Linked DNA regions of Rattus norvegicus: region 1 is linked to region 2. The links are chromatin contacts, called in public Hi-C maps. All regions are on one chromosome and are shown on one strand. Each heading gives the region's core, a stretch centred on a gene start, on an enhancer-like site or on the middle of the called end of the contact. The rest is flanking DNA. Distances are from core to core; before and after follow the strand shown. Region 1 overlaps Map3k4 (mitogen activated protein kinase kinase kinase 4). Region 2 has its middle 8.7 kb from the start of Plg.

Region 1 (5,000 bases), core at 1,084-3,583, 130 kb before region 2:
TTAGCCAGTGCACAGAGTTTCATGTTATGTATGTGTGACTTCATATGCATGCCGTGCATGTGACATACATACTCTTCGGATATACACTAAGGCCAGTCGCACTCACATTCGCCAGCCATATGTGTTACATAGAACCCATGGGGTAGCTACCTGAGAGCCTCAGCTTTGTCAAGGAGGCTTCACAATCTTTGAAGATCTGGATGGCTGTAAGGTTATTTCAAAAGCTGACATTCCCAAAGTTTTATGTTTTAATTAGCTCATCTATTTAATCTATCACAATCATTTTTTTTTAATCCTGGAAATCTAGTGGGTTTTTGTTGTTTGGTTGTTTTTTTTTTTTTAAACCTAAATACAAGATACACCAGATTTGCCTGGACAAGTTTTTCGTGGCAGAGACTGTGGGTCCCAGTGTTAAAATATCTGTGAAAAGATATCTTAATTATAAGCTAATGAGTCTTTCTCCACAAGACAAGGACTTTAATATGCAACTGGGAATCACAGCTTTTCTGAGAGGGACATAGATAGTCCTGGTGGTTTACAATTTTACCTAACCACCAGGTATTTTTTTTTTTTTCAAAAGCAGGGCAGACTCAGGGCCACCACTGTGTCCAGGGTAACCACAGTTATAGGTGAACTAACAGAGAGACTGGTTCCCAGTTTCTGGAAGTCTCTCCCTCCATACAATAGATCTACACAGGGCTGGCCAACCATCATACCAAAGCTGCTTCTGGCTGCAAACCAGCTCTGGAGCCCCATATTAACCTAATGCATCCACCTGTGCTGGAACTCTAATCCCACCCCCACAACCCCATTCCGCTGACAGGACCATCTCACAGTAACTTATTAGTCACCACCTCCCAGCAGCCAAAGTTTGTCCTCCATTTCTTAGCAAGAAGAAGAATGCTTACATTCACAAGTACTGACAATGTCGAGGGATTATGCCAACTACTAAAGGAAGAGCACACCGAAAGGCCCTTGTGATATATTTCGTGAAACAGAAGATGTCCAGAAAGGCCATGATGGGTACCCACGATGTCAGAGTTACCCATGAGGTCACAGGAGCTAACGTATGAGACCTAATGATTCGGAGCCTGAACACTGTCATGTGTGAGTCCTCCGTCATACCTTTGGTCTGGCTGATGAGTGTTCGAAGTTCCCAGCTTCTCCGTGTTGATCCACTTGAGTCGCTCCGAGGATATGCTGGCTCTGCAGGAAGTGGTTTTCATACAAATTAAGGCTTATGAAGAACTACACCCTGCTGAGGGGGTGAATGGCAACATTGTTGTCAATCTGCTCTTAGTGCTGACTCTGGTGAGTCTCATGTCTCTATTCATTTCTAGAAAATGGTACCTAATGAAGAGACTGTTATGAGAGTTGAACCTTCTGTAAGTAACAGACAACAGAACTGTACCAAAACTGTACAAGAATAGCATTCCGGGGAACCCTATTTGAGAGGCAGTTTTAGGGAACTGTCACCATACTACAACAATCACAATAACAGTTCTGTATTTCTAAAGTGAGTAAAAGTACACAGCAATTAAAATATCAAGAGTGATATTTTTGTAAAACACAAGAAGATTTAGAATATACAAAGCTACATTGAACAGCCAAGGTGGGTAGGGTTCTGAAAGCCTGGAGGCTCCCCACATGCTTGTGTACTCAAGGACATAGAGCTAGTGACTAAGATGACTAGGAATGCTGTGGACAATGCATGGCGTCAGCGTGACTCTCACCGTCTCGCTCTTCCGTGGGGCTCGAGTGCCGACTCAGAGACCTGAACTGCAGTTCTGCAGCTATGGAGGCCAAGCGGTCATTTTCAGGGACGCTGGAACCCCTGTTTCAAACATTAACAAAACAAACCCAACTGAGCTATCAAGTGAATGCAGCATGAAATGAAAGGTCTGTGAGGTTCTAGAATGGCGATCCTCAACAGGGCAGTACTACCAGGGGGCTTTTGCAACGGGCATCTAATGGGCAGAGGACACATGGGCAAGCCCCCCAAAATCTATCACCCAAGTAAACAGGGCTACCATTGACATGGGGTCTCTCCTGGGTACCCCCAAATCTATTCATTCTACATTAACAACAGAACAAGAATAAAGCCCGTTTATTTATGGGGGTACATGAAAAGCACTACGGTCTAAGCCTAGCACAGGTAAGAATTTGTTAAACAAATTACACAACAGGTTGCCAACAAGTTATACTTGAATATTTAATTATAACAAGAGTGCCAAAATCATTGCATGGTTCAAAAGATTGTAAATGTCTAGCGGTAAGAAAGGAATGCCTAACAGTTTCTCAAGCAGTAGCCAAGCAACTAGAGGGCAAGAGACCCAGCATGTTAGAGACAGAAGTTAGTTTGCTCTTCCTCAGTACAGTGAAGTGCTCAGTGAGAGCAAGAACGAGCTCACAGGGGTAAAGCTGTGATTAAACAGAAGTGTTAGATTACAGTGCATGTACCCAGAGACCATATGAAACCAGGTTTGCTGTTTAAGATGCTGCTGTGTATCAGTGTGGTGCCTGTGAGCAGGCCCTGTGAGTGGGCCCGGGGCAGTGTGGTTACTTCTGCTATGGCGCTCAGCCTGGGCTAGTCTGTGTACACCTGATGCCGGCACTGCCTCTGCTGCCTGTGGCTGCTTGGAACAGCTCTTATGGCACTTGAGGGACACACAGTCCACTCCTAAGCAGCAGGGCCATATCTGGGAGGTTACAGGTGTTACTCGCTGTCTCTACCTTCTTGCTTTCCTGAAGTTACATAAGTCAGTTTTGTGACTTTCAGAGACTCTTGAAGAAGTGGTGTATTTGTGAATGAGATGTAAGGATCCGTGGGGAATTATAAAGGTTGCCAGTTTCTGTGGAATAACACCCAGCTTGTAGCAGTGTTGAAAACTTACACATAGTTCCTGCATGCCTAGCACTGAAAAAATAATGTTTTCAAGTAAGTGCTAGCGATAAAATTTCAGCCCAGAATAGTTATTTCCAAGGTCAATGAACGAAAATGAAACCATCACTGAACACTGTGGGCAGGAGGCATGCTGTGGGCTGACACCACTGTCACAGCACAGGGCTCCCTTTCCAGGCCCGTACTGCACTATGATGGACTCTCAGGTATGTATGCTGCAGGAATGCACCGGCTGGCAGGCCTCTCCTAAGTCTTGGACTCCCACACACCTGTGGCACTTTGCGATTTCTATCAGTGGTCACAAACACACTGTCTCAAAAGCAAAATCTGTTCCTTTGTATTAAAAAAAAAATAAAAATAAGAAACCTCAAAACTCCTACAGCTTAAGAGTTACAATGAGGGCTGGAGAGATGGCTCAGTGGTTAAGAGCACCGACTGCTCTTCCTGAGGTCCTGAGTTCAAATCCCAGCAACCACATGGTGGCTCACAACCATCTGTAATGAGATCTGATGCCCTCTTCTGGTGTGTCTGAAGGCAGCTACAGTGTACTCATACAATAAAATAAAAATCTTAAAAATAAAATTTAAAAAAAAAAAAAAGAAAAGAAACCTCAAAACTATGCTGCTGCTAAAGCCACTGGAGGTAAAGTGGATCTGAATTAAGGTGAGACCTCCACACGGCCAGATAGAGATGATCAGAAGCCATTGATGGACAGCATATGGTGGTGCAGAAGTTGGATGGAAAGACTGCCCACGCATGTATGTGTCCTGCACCAGTTCCTCAGCCTTACATAGGCAGGTGTCTCCAGGCCAGCGATGGGGCATCGCATGTGATACGGATGCAGCAGCTGGGAAGCTGGCCACCGAGGCAGCCAGCATCCTCCACAGCCTCCCTTGATTCTGCACAAGTGCTAATAACAATCTCCCCATGGCGAGATGGAAGAAATGTGAAGATATACGCTATGAAATTCTCCAATACTAAAAACAAGCGGGACATGGGAGCTTTAATATTTGTTTTATCTTGGTGTTAATGGATTAAGCTATGAAACATTTTTAATTTTAAGGTTATGGATATATGTGACTAAAAATTGGGAATATTAATCATTTTAATGAGAAGCAATACTAGAACTGTTTGCAGAAATCTTAGACTGGTGTTAAGGACTGGTGTCAGTGACATCATCTCAGTCATCGGAGCTGCAAGGCCACAGTCTGCCCTGATTCCATACTGCTTCCACCAAGGCACTATATTTGGCCAAGTCTCTCAGATACCACTCCTTCTGGACGCTTCTCCACAACTGCTCTTCCTTACTGTACAAGATCATTGGCGGTGACCCTTCTGCTCGGATGCTGGCTGAGATTAAGAAAGAACTGCTTTGCTCTGACCTGGGAGAGGCTGTTGGCCCAGTCCCGAGTGCCCTGTGCACCCCAGGATCTTTCCTCAGATGCAGTAAGGCAAAGACTGGTGGTGCAGGGGTCATCTTAGCTCATGGTGGCTCCAAGGAAGAAACATTGCCCTCAGAAACTACTCTGCTTCTGCTGCTTGCTGCATGGTCTGGAGGCTTTGACAACCCACAGGGGCCCCCGAAGACCGCTGCTACAGCCCTACCCTGTGGAAAGGCATGGGGGGACAATGGGGTGGGAGACGCTGCTAGTGCAGTGGGACTACCTGGTATCAGGGGCAGTGTTGACAGGTTTGGCCGGCGCAGAGTCACCACCACCTGGGCCAGGGCGGCCAGCAGCAGTGGTGGCGGCGGCGGCGGCAGCAGCAACAGCAGCAGCAGCAACAGAGTTGCCATGGTTCCGAGTGTCGGAAGGCACGCTCCGGGTGCTAAGGCAAGAAGAAAGGCTTCAGGACACAAGTAAGAAAGGAGGGTGCTGGCATGTAATACATGGGTAGGAAATGAAAAAAAGAAATATAAAATGCACATCACTACTTGAGAGTTCGGATCAGTGTGTGTATGGAAAACTAGTGTCAAAGGTCCTGACCTAGAAAGCCCTACCACAGGAGATCAGTCTGCCAAAAGCACTGAAGTGGGGAGAGGATGCTCACTACCACAGCCGCAGAAACCCAATTCTAGAACATCAGTGTGAACATGGGT
Region 2 (4,960 bases), core at 313-2,812:
TTAATCCTTTTATTTGTTTACATTTCAAATGTGATCCTCCTTCCTGGTCCCCCCTTCAGAACTCCCCCAACCTATCCCCCTGCCCCTTTGCCTCTAAGAGGGTGCTCCCCCGCCTACCCATCCACCCTTGCCTCACCCCTCTAGCATCCCCCTTCTCTGGGGCATCAAGCCTCCACAGGACCAAGTGCCTCCCTTCCCACTGATGCCAGATGAGGCCATCCTCTGCTACATATGCAGCTAGAGCCATGGACCAGCCCATGTGTATCTTTGGTTGGTGGTTTAGTCCTTGGGAGCTCTAGGGGGTCTGGTTGGTTGATATCATTGTTCTTCCCTATTGAGTTGCAATCCCCTTCAACTCCTTCAGTCCCTCCCTAACTCTTCCATTGGGGTCCCCAGGTTCAGTCCAATAGTTGGCTGTGAGTATCTGCATTTGTATTGGTCAGGTGCTGGCAGAGCCTCTCAGAGGACAGCCATGCCAGGCTCCTGTCTGCAGGCACTGCTTGGCATCAGCAATAGTGTCCCCCTTGGTGTCTGCAGATGGGATGAGTCTCATGGTGGGGCAGTCTCTGGAAAGCCTTTCCTTCAGCCTCTGCTCCATTTTTGTCCCTGCATTTCCCTTAGACAGGGAAAATTCTGGGTTAAAAAACTTTAGATGGGTGGGTGGCCCCATCCCTTCATTGAGAGCCAGGCCTAATTACCAGAGGTGGTCTCTCTAGGTTTATCTCCCTGCTGTTGGGTATTTCGGCTAATGTCATCCCCATCGGGTCCTGAGAGCCTCTCGAATCCCTGGTATCTGGGACTTTCTAGTGGTTCCCCAAGTTCCCCACTGCCGACTGCTACTTTATTTCTATTCCTTTTCCTGGCCCTGTGGACTTCTCTCCTGTCTCTTCCCATACCTGGTCCTGCCCTCCCCTTTTCCCTCCCCATCCTTTCTTTCTCCCAAGTCCCTCCCTCCCTCCCTCCCTCTACCTGCCATGATAATTTTGTTCCCCCTTCTAAGTAGGGTTGAAGCATCCACACTTTGGCCTTCCTTCTTGTTAAGCTTCATATGGTCTGTGAGTTGTATCTGAGCTTCTGGGCTAATATCCAGTTATCAGCGAGAGCATACCATGTATATCCTTTTGGGTCTAGGTTACCTTACTCAGGATGATATTTTCTAGTTCCGTCCATTTTGACAACTTTATGAACTTTGTAGGCAAAGGCAGCCGATTTGTAACTTGGAGTTTCCAGCGGTGGGCTGCAGGAAAAAAAATGTGTGATTGTCGCCCTCTATTGGCCACTGTGGTTATATGCTTTTGTTTAAAAAAATCTCTCGGCTGTTTCCAGAAAGTGTAACATGTCCAAACCATGGGTGACTGAGGATCAAGTTTGTCAATGACCTGAAAGGAAGGAGAAAACGTTCTTTGATGTAGAAATAGGTTTTTCCAGCTCCGCCAGCACCTCTCTGGGTTGGATTTAACTCAGAGTGCGTCATTACCTCCAGGCACTGGGATCCCTCAGAGGACGTGGTTTCGGGATGATGTGCTGCAAAGCCAAGCCCTTGGGCGAGGCAACCTTTCCACGTCATGTGGCCTAAACTTCTTCCCGCTTTGCAAAAGGAACATGTCTCCTCAGAGGGAGGCCCACCAAGAGATGTTGGGTGAGGTGACCGGCTGCCTGTTTGTTGACTTTGCCTGTGAAATGGACATTCCTGAAGGCATGCTGGATAGCTAATGAAAGAACCCAAAGAGGAGCGCTTCATTCACTTTAACAGGCGCACCTACCTGCCCTGTATAGATTTGGGGACATAGGATGGAAATAGTCTGCAGTAATGGCTCCTCCTACAATTTAGCTCCCATTGGAGCTACAACAACAGCACCAGCAGCAGCAGCAGCAGCAGCACCAGCAACAACCACAACCTCAAACCAAATCAAACCAAACCAAAAACAAACAAACAAACAAACAAAAAACCTGTGGAAGCTGAGAGCAAAACATCCAAAAGCACACGCCCAGGCAAGTTCGGTCATCTGCAGTCTAGAGTAGGCCACGCGCCACCTGGTGGTCGCTAGTGAGTATAGCAGGACGTGGATGCGGGCTTGAATTTATTCTTTGCTTGGGTTTGCCTCTTTGGGTTTCCAAGGGCTTTGTGAACAGAACAGTGTAGGTACTTGATAAGTGCTTGTCCGAGTCCCGCCGCAGATGGCTGTGGTAGCATCGTGGCTGGCGTGGTCTGCAGCAGCAAGGCACGGGAGTGAAGGGCATGCATGACGTTGATGCTAATAATCCCTGCTCTAGCTGGTTTCGCTGGCTGTGCGACCTGGGACAAGTTACTGACTCTATTAGAGCCTCATCTCTTCCAGTAGTCGGCACTTGTGAATCATAAGGTTAGTGCTTCCCTCATAGTTTCAGGATGACGATTAAACCAAGTCACATACAGCACAAGGGTCAGTGTTATCACTGCTTCCGCACAGTAGGGCCATGTGATGATTAAAGGGAATCCCTTGAAACCTGGGTTTGGGGGTCAGAACGTGGCTCTGCTGGGTTCCGCTGGCATGGTTATGGGTGAGTTTCCGTGCCTTGATCTCCAAACTGGCAGGAAATAACAGTAATGCGAAACCCCTGGTGAATAAAGCATCAAATAGCACAGCTGGTGTGAGCAACGTGGAGAGCAGGTTTGCAGAATGCAGCCTTCAGTATGGTTTCTGCTGGCAGAGAGCCAACAAGTCTGCCACACCTAGTAGCTCTCTCTCTCACACACACACACACACACACACACACACACACACACACACACACAATTTATTTTTGAGACAGGTGACACTTTAGTTAGCGGGGAGCTCATTATATAGACCATGCTGGCTTTGAACTTACAGATATGTGTCTTCCTCTGCCTCCTGAGTGCTGGGATTAAAGGCATGCTCCACCACACCAGGCTATTCCAGCTATCTTCAGGATAACGAGATGCCTAAGTTAGCCACTAATAAAATCCATATCTAAGTCATTTTACCTATTAATGACTGTGGTCTTGAAGAACTTTTATACCCCCGGCTCCTCTGTTGGGAGTAAGAGTCCTAGTTTTATGGCTTGACCTTCAAAGTGCTTGAAGCCAGTAAGGCCCAGAATTCCAAAAATTTGAGCAGTAACAGGTGGGGGGAAAGGAGGCATTTAAAGGGGGGTATTAAGAAAACTAACTTATTCTTTCCCAAATGTGTGTAGTACATCCTGGTCACACTTGTCCCTCTCTTACCCTCCCCCTATGCCCCTGAGTCCCCCCCCCCCCACCAAGTCCCTCTCCCACTTTTATATCTTTCTGCTCTGCCTTTACCTTTGTGGCCCACTGTGTTCAACCAGGTCTGCCCTCCGGGACAGTCCCCTGTTGAAGCCCCAGCGATAGCGGGGGTCAACATAGGTCAGATGAGCAAGGAAACTATGTAACCATCATCTGACCCCAAACCACAGGAGACCTCAAATAACAGAACTGTCGGGTGGAGTCTGTATGCCGTGACTGAGAGAGATTAATAAAAGAGCCAATCCTATTCTAAGCTAGGGGTTCTCAACCATGCTAACACTGCCAACCTTTAATGGAGTTCTTCATGTTGTAGTGACTCCCAACCACAAAAGTATTTTCTTGTAACATCATAACTACAACTTTGCTACTGTTCTGAATTGCAATGCAAATATCTAATATGCAGGATATGTGACATCCCCTCTCCCCGAAAGGGCTCATCACCCAAAGGTTGAAAGCTGCTGTTAAAACTGTGTTTTGGGTGATCCATTTCATGGCAATAGGTGACTTCAACTGAACCCTTCCCGGCTCCCAGAGTGTTTATTTGATAAACTACTTTTGTAAGTATATAAAATTGTGACAAGTTTTAGCTCCAATTCGTTACAATGTTTCTTTTTATCCCTGCCTTTGTATTGGGTGATCTTTGGAGAGGTGTAGAAAGTTTTGAGGGGCAGCCAAAGGGAGACGGAGTTGATAATCATTTAGCTGGACTCAGTGAGCTGTTTATGTCCCATGGAGTCGACCCCCACCCCCGTGAAAGTGACAGAGTGGCTGCCACTAAAAAAGCTAAAAGGCTTTGAATATTTTGAATACCCACGACATCATCCTATCTGGCAGAAAGGCTAGCCTTGGATTTTGAAGGCCTTGGATGCAACTGCTGCATTTTGTTTTTGTTCCAGTGTGACCTCTTTGACATGGCACAGGCAGTCTGGTAGTGGGACCAGCCCTTACACCAACCTGAATTCCTTCATTGCCTAGGACAGGGCACCCACATTCCATATGCTTGGCACATGCCTCTCCTCCTCTCTCAGCCTCCTGGTGTATTCTTATCCTCCATGTGGATCTCTTTTCTCAGAGAAACACCCCCCAGGGCTGGAGTCGTGTCTGGTACACCCCTGACACCCTCCACACTCAGTACCCTGCGGAATACTGTGTCCATTGAAGAAACGCACACTGAAGGGAGAAGTTCTTGAGGTGACGTTTGTTGTCATGGGCTCCTGGTAGCCCCTGACCTTCACACTCAGACACTGGTGTGGACTGCAGAACATGGGGCAGGCAGGGCTGGGGTGAGAGGAGGAAGAGTTGTAACCCAAGATCCAGTGGCAATGTGGAAGTGGATTTCACCATGTCCTGGCTAAGTGTGGGGACACTTGGGTGCCTGAATGACCCAGGAGGTGGAAACAGCCTAAAATCTGCCCAGGCACCCAATTCTGAGTTTAGGAGTAGATGCTGCTGCTCGGGTCACAAAGAGCAGTCCTTAAGGGTCCTCTGTCCCTTAGTCAGGGGAATGGAGAGGTAGCAGGGGGCCCCTTTTCCTCATCCCGAGCCCACAGCAATCAGCTGAGTGAGAGATTCTGTAGCTCTCATGCCCTTCCCCCAACAGCTTTGTAATCACCAAATTTTCTTAAATTTGGTACAAACATCTATCACCCCCAGGTGCCCCTAAAGCATTCACACACAGATCCAAATGCACAC

The links. A called contact is a pair of places that touch in the nucleus more often than the background predicts.
Region 1: a Hi-C map of the A7r5 cell line shows a contact between it and region 2, with 5 times the contacts expected there. The contact joins two enhancer-like sites. A contact is called at or near these places in 11 of 12 Hi-C or Micro-C datasets (the A7r5 cell line, the Rat2 cell line, Schwann cells and 7 more).

What each region holds. Positions count from the first base shown.
Region 1 is chr1:51,050,509-51,055,508 of GRCr8, reverse strand. Map3k4 (mitogen activated protein kinase kinase kinase 4) reads right to left here. Exons shown (of 27, transcript NM_001401453.2): 17 at 4,568-4,729; 18 at 1,734-1,834; 19 at 1,126-1,206. Among named protein-coding and RNA genes, the nearest start is that of Map3k4, 73 kb to the right of the region's middle. Within about 2 kb of position 2,333, at least 3 of the 93 cell types and tissues checked have an H3K27ac peak or open chromatin away from gene starts, as enhancers often do. A contact at or near this core is called in the A7r5 cell line, where this site is marked.
Region 2 is chr1:50,921,578-50,926,537 of GRCr8, reverse strand. No RefSeq gene overlaps it. Among named protein-coding and RNA genes, the nearest start is that of Plg, 8.7 kb to the right of the region's middle. Within about 2 kb of position 1,562, at least 8 of the 93 cell types and tissues checked have an H3K27ac peak or open chromatin away from gene starts, as enhancers often do. A contact at or near this core is called in the A7r5 cell line, where this site is marked.